Regions from separate parts of the Cyprinus carpio genome. Here region 1 is linked to region 2. The links are chromatin contacts, called in public Hi-C maps. All regions are on one chromosome and are shown on one strand. The core of a region is the stretch at or near the end of the contact, and the rest is flanking DNA. Distances in the headings are between cores, read along the strand shown.

Region 1 (3,470 bases), core at 37-2,536, 170 kb after region 2:
GTAATTTGAAGTAGCCTAGCTATCATGTACATCTGTCTGAAACTTAGTCCCAGCATGTTTAAAACGGGTCTTACTGCTTGTGCAGTCAGAAAATGTTTTTCTTTTTAATTCAGTATGCACTTGCAGAAGAAAATAGCCTAAAACAAAATTAAAAACTAATCTAACAAATGATAATAGACGTAAAATATGACAACAGGTAGTTACAGTATCCAATTGCTTGGTTAATTTGGGGGGAGAAAGCTCAGCCTATAGTTTATAGCCTAAACAGTAGCCTAAGCAAAAATAAAAAATTAAATATAGCCTAAAAATAAAACATTACTTGCCCTGTGTTATTATAAGTAAAATTGTCATTTTCATATTTAAATTGGCCGAAAACGCCGTCAAAAGTTCTTCAGAAATTAAAAAACTGGGTTGTTTTACTTAGCAACTGTATTAAATGACCAGTGGTTGATTTTCTGTTTCTTGTCTCACCGGAGATTTTAAACAAAAACCTTTCCAAACTGAATAAAGCATAGAAACAACATGCCCCTCAGATTATAAGTGACTCTTCTCCAGGATGCTGCTTTTGCCCTTTTCTCCGTCACTCGCGGCACACAATCAGCTTCAAAGGCTGACTTGAAGTAAGAAAGGGATTGACAGCAACTGACAAATAACTGATTGATTGCGGTCGAGCAGAATTGACAGTTGACGGAGGGGTGGGATGGAAATAGAAGGGCGGTGTATATTATATTGAAAACATGTGACATTCACATCCCTCTATCACTGCATTGGTCTGCTCTTGTCAACGCCTGTCTGATTGGGGAATTCAAACACTACAAGTTGAGCTTATGTTTCTGGTTTGATGTTTTCAGCCCACTCGCATAACAGTAAAAAAAAAAAAAAAATGCACTAAATGCACACAGCATCTTGGAAGAAGACTACATTTCATTTTATACAAAAAAAGAACAAAGTATTAAATCAAAAGGCTATTTGGTTCATAAAATGTAGTCCCTCATACAAAGGGGTGTATAGCCTATAATAATAATAATAATAATAATAATAATAAAAAGAATCCAAAAAACGTTGATGTTTTATTTCTGGTTTTGTTGGTGGTGTTAATTATAATCAATAAAAAGCTAGGCTTACTCTTATTAAAAATCAGACGAAGAATAAAGCTATGGGAGGGAATTATTTCACACTTAGTTTATATTTTAAAAAGATGGCAACTCCAAGGCAATCTGCTCGTAAAAATGAATAAAGAGCATTTTAGATCAAATTTTTGGACACAGGCAGCGGCGTGTACGACAACCTACATGTTGAGCAAAATCTCCTCCCCCAAGTTGTCAAAATAGAGGCTCTTGCAGAAGGAGGAACGTCACATCCCCTTGACCCTCCAATCACCTCGGGGTCCCATTTGATTGGAAGGCGGCAAGGGCTTTAATCTCGGACTAATTCAGATGCTTTTGAAGTGAAAAATTCTACCAGTTCTTGGTTTGGGAGGACAAGCGCGCGGACCTACGGGAAGAGACAGAACGCGCGCTATGCTTACGGTGTCACACGCGGCTCCGGATCTGCGATAACCTTGCGCTCTGCTCCACACGGATTATACTATTTATCTTTATTTCTGCTATTTGAAAGAAGATTACGGCGTCGTTTTTATTTATGAATCTGATAAATGAATTACCAACAAAATACATGAGAATTGGGTCATGATCACATCGCCCTCTGCTTCAAGAAATCGTGATACTGATTTAGTCTGGGAAAGCAGCAGCAGCTCTCGGAATAACAACTCCGCGGTCGTCAGCAAGCCTTTTCTCCATTTCGTCCCTCCTTCGGACCCTTTACGGCAAGCTAACCGACTTCCCATAAAGATTTTGAAAATGCTTACTGCACGCACAGGACACATTTTACACCCTGAATATCTTCAGCCATTGCCATCCACCCCGGTCAGTCCAATCGAGGTAAGATGCGAACTCGATGTTTGTTTGTTTTTAAGCTGTTCGTGTATTTTATCAATACAAGTCCGCGTTCTCTTTTTCCCGGAGAAATGACGGGACATTACTGCAGTCTAGGATTGGATGTAGCGGAGCACAGAGAATAAAATTAATAAAGCCTTATAGCTAGCATCGTATTTTAATTTGACCAGTTTTTCTCTCTAATTCAGCTAACATCGTAAACGCGCTTTTGGCGTAGGATATTTACCATTTCAACCCGTTTTGCGTGATGCGCACATTCTCGAATCTCTTAAAACGTTCAAATAGAAGCGAAGAGTCTTTTAATGTAGTTTATTTGTTGTGTATTTTGACAAATACGTTGCAGTGATTGCGCTTGCACACATTTGATGTCTAAATCTTTTATTTTTATCTATCCTCGCAGCTCGATGCCAAGAAAAGTCCTCTGGCTCTTCTTGCGCAAACATGTTCTCAGATCGGTAAACCGGACCCTCCGCCCTCCTCCAAACTCTCCTCGGTAACATCAAACGGATCTAACGAGAAAGAGTCGAAATCTGGTCCTTTAAAACTGAGTGACATCGGTGTGGAAGACAAATCCAGCTTCAAGCCGTACTCAAAGCCCGGGGATAAGAAGGACTCGTCTTCTGGGGTGTCGAACGGAGAGAAGTCTGGTTTCCGTGTGCCTAGCGCCACCTGCCAGCCGTTCACTCCCAGGACTGGCAGCCCGAATTCCAGCACTTCGGCTTCCCCGATGCCGTCAGACGGGAAGGGAGAGAGAGATGAGAAGAAAGAGTCTGATTGTAATAAAAACTGCACCTCAGATGGATCTGCCCCGACCAGCGTCAGTCACAACCGGATAAGCGTGAGCTGTGCGGGAATTAACGTGGAAGTCAACCAGCACCAGGACACCACGTCAGGATCCAAAGCAGCGGAGTCCTCGTGTGTCACCTCTTCTTCCTCAGCCTCCGTCCTGGGGTCAGGACTGGTAGCCCCCGTTTCTCCGTACAAACCCGGACAGACTGTTTTCCCTCTACCCCCGGCTGGCATGACGTACCCTGGAAGTTTAGCAGGGGCCTACGCCGGCTATCCCCAACACTTCCTGCCCCACGGTGGAAGTCTGGTCAATGCACAGCTCGCCAGCTCGCTGGGCTGTAGTAAAGCTGGCTCAAGCCCCCTCGCCGGGGCATCCCCTCCATCCATAATGTCTGCCAGCCTTTGTAGAGACCCTTATTGCTTGAGTTACCACTGTGCCAGCCACTTAGCCGGTGCAGCCGGAGCTTCCTGCGCGCACGACTCCGCGGCCGCGGCCGCTTTGAAGTCCGGATATCCACTCATGTACCAAACACACCCTTTGCACGGTGTTCACTCCTCGCCGCCATCTTTTGGTGGACACCCTTTGTATCCCTATGGCTTCATGCTGCCCAACGACCCTCTGCCGCATGTGTGTAACTGGGTGTCAGCTAACGGACCTTGTGACAAGCGTTTCTCGTCCTCCGAAGAACTTCTTAACCACCTGAGGACGCACACGGCATTCACCGG
Region 2 (3,184 bases), core at 42-2,541:
GAGGCCCAAAGGTCTGAGACCACTAGTGAGAATATTTTTTGAATTGGAGGGAAGGGAAGGAAAGTTTTTTTTTTTTTTTTTAAATCATTAAATTATTTACATTTGATCACAATTCAAAACAGCTGTTTTCTATTTTAATTCTATAAGAATGTAATTTATTCCTGCAATGGCAAAGATGTATTTTTAGCAGCCATTACTCCAGTCTTCAGTGTCACACGATCCTTTAGAAATCATTCTAATATGTTGATATGGTGGTGGAAACATTTCTTTTTATGATCAATGTTGAACTCTTGTTGAACTCTTGTTGAAATCTTAATATTTCTGTGGAAATCACAAATGTTTTTCAGGATTCTTTGATGAACAGAAAATTCAAACGAACAGTTCTAACATTATAAATGTCTTACCTATTATAACCTTTTGTCCAATTTCATGCATCCTTGCTGAACAAAAGCATGAATTTATTCCTAATTAAAATGTTATTCTTATTAAAATACTCCTAATTCAGTGTTTAAATATTAATTATCTAAGATTAAAAGACCAGATTTCCAAGGCGTTGTCAGACTTTTGGATACCTCTGTATGGTACAGACATTATAGAGACAAAAATCACTTGTGCATGTTCATTAGTGCAGACACACAGTGTTCTGACCTGTATCTCTGATAGTCGTCTTCATCTTTATCCATGCTGACCAGCTGGTTGGGACAGGCCTCATTTCCCAGAAGGCTCAGGTATTCCAGCGCTGGCGTCACTTCCACCAAATGCTCCAGCAGGGCCTCGATGTCGGTGAAGTGTCACGGGGCAAAGGTCAAGGAATGCAGGCTGTAAACTACATTAGCATTTACTCTGTGCCCTCCGCTGGCCTGGCCAGCCAGAAGAACTCTGTCAAATTTACCGAAACCCTCCGAAAGAGCTCAATAGCCATTGAGAATACAAAGAGTGGGTAAATTTAAGGGTGAGATTTTGGCATTTGCTGCAAGTTTGGCTGTTCTCTTCTCCCATTCCTCTTCCCATTTCCTGGGTGGCTTGGTCCAGAACATTAAAAACATTGACAAAATGATGGATGCCTTGTGGTAAAAACAGTTAGTGACTCCCTAAGCCATGGACACCCCCTCCCCTTCACCCAGCACAGGGAAACAAACAGCCACTTCACAGCAAATTCATCACTAATACATTCACTTCATTGGAAAATGGTGCCTGAAACGTGTCAAAATACAACCACACTAATGCAGCACTTGAATTTCAATGGCAGCAGGCCACTACAGGATGTAAATAATTGGCCCATTAGCATGTGCAGCCCACTTCACAGCAGAATTTGGGTCGGAGCTGCTGACACTCTGTCGGAGGAGAGCTGTTTGGAGAACAGAGGGTGAGGCTGTGTCATTATTATGTAGATAGATAGCATCCAGCGACAAACAGCAGAGCATAAATTTTCGTCAGGCTAGCACATTTACTTTTGCCATTTATTTCTCTTTGAGTCCCATCACACAAACTAAATGTAACGTGTCGTAGTGACGTAATTGCCGACTGTCAACGGACGGAAACCTGAAACTTCCAGTCTGGCTTCAAAGATTTACTTTTGGCGTGGGGTAGCTGATACGTTAGCTTATTAAAACAGCTAATGCTACACTGGGGAATTTAAGAGTTCAAATATTGGTTAATAAACTGTTTGCTCTGCTTTCTGGTCATGTGGCCTTGCACTAATATACTGTAACTATGATATGGGTCACCATATGATATGATTCTAAGAGAGATGTCTAACAGGGCTTTATCTTTCAGTCATAGGACTGTGCTGGGTATTTTGTTTCGCCTCTCCTCCACTAGAGGTCACCATGGCACAAACTCAAGTGAGTTTATAAAGCAACCCCATTAGACAGAAGCTCAATTTAACACAATAACATCATTTAAAAAGACAAAGTGTGGCAAAAGGCGATGCTGCACTGCATTGCAAAGAAACTCACCGAGTATCCTGTCATTTTGGTCAAGCGTGAGAGCTGAAAAGCAAAGCTCGAAAAAGGATATTTGGTTCTTATTGAGCGTTAGGGTATGGAGCCGTGGTAACCTGGGCAACCGGAGGTCATTTCCAAGAAGATTGTTGTCCACAATCAGCTCTTCCAGTTGGCTGAATGCTTTCAGACCTTTCAGTGACCTGCAATGATAAGGCAAGAGAGGAAAAATGATATGGTCCTAAACCTGGGCAGATATTATGTGCAGAAATAAATATTTCAGGCGGGCCCTTTAACAGGCCGGAATAGTTTGGGCTTGGGACTGTCAGGAGAGTGAATGATAAGAATTAGTGGCGCTAAGATCCCCTGGCATGGTGCGGCATGCTTCACACGCTGGCAGCGTGAGTGATGAGGGTCACTCGTGAGTAGCCAGGATTCAAAACAAAAGGGCTTCAGAAATGCAGTGTGCGGGATGAATTTGTCAATGTCTTGTGCCTTCAGGCACCCAGCTTTGCCTGACCCTAACCCTCCATTCCCAAGATAAATAACTCTGTCACAGTTCACCTTCACTCCCCCAACACAAATTTAACTCGTCATCCATCATTTTCCCAGCACAACTATAATGCCTAGCCACAAACGGAACTTCTCCGATGAGCCGCTTACAGTTAAAAACAACTGCTTTACGGTGGGAAAAGTTTGATGTTTCTCCCTTTACTCCCCATTGTGACACCTAATCCCCCACTGACACTCGTGCATGCAGGCACACGGTCCCCAAGGACTTTCCCTCCGTTTGGGTCTTCCCCCCGCCCTGCGCTGGCATAAACATGATGGAGGGTGGTGCTCTGGGTAATGTTGGGGCCTTCCAAAGTTCATGGCGTGGAAGGTGCATAAAAGCCAGGGTGTGTGTTTCTAATCCCTCAAATGGTAAAGGCTGACAACCTACAATGTTAATGTGTCCAGCCTTAGTTAATTGACATTTAGGTCTGTCAGCCTCCTTGAGCAAAGAACAACTCGATGGCAACAAAATGCTAGCCTTCAGCGCTCTTGGGGCAAAGCCCATAACCTGCATAACAATCTTATGGATTTTGTTGTCATGAGACTTCTTGTGGTACAGTAGCGTGGAAAATCCCAAGGCAATCTGGAAAGAGCTCACAGGAGTAAATGTTGATATCTAGCCAGGTGAAGTCTGTCTTCGGAAAACACCCAACTATTGTAGCAACGAACAAATCGGTCCTTCTGTC

The links. Hi-C and Micro-C count contacts between places; a contact is called where the count stands out from the background.
Region 1: a Hi-C map of liver shows a contact between it and region 2, with 7 times the contacts expected there. The contact joins the promoter of LOC109100977 here to the enhancer-like site in region 2. A contact is called at or near these places in 4 of 8 Hi-C or Micro-C datasets (liver and skeletal muscle).

The regions. Positions count from the first base shown.
Region 1 is chrA13:8,965,599-8,969,068 of ASM1834038v1, forward strand. It overlaps LOC109100977 (zinc finger protein 503-like), which reads left to right and starts at 1,287. Exons shown (of 2, transcript XM_042768635.1): 1 at 1,287-1,940; 2 at 2,356-3,470. The coding sequence starts at 1,689.
Region 2 is chrA13:8,796,925-8,800,108 of ASM1834038v1, forward strand. It overlaps lrmda (leucine-rich melanocyte differentiation-associated protein), which reads right to left. Exons shown (of 6, transcript XM_042768637.1): 3 at 2,020-2,146; 4 at 649-788. Among protein-coding and RNA genes, the nearest start is that of lrmda, 160 kb to the right of the region's middle. Within about 2 kb of position 1,292, at least 2 of the 8 cell types and tissues checked have an H3K27ac peak or open chromatin away from gene starts, as enhancers often do. A contact at or near this core is called in liver, where this site is marked.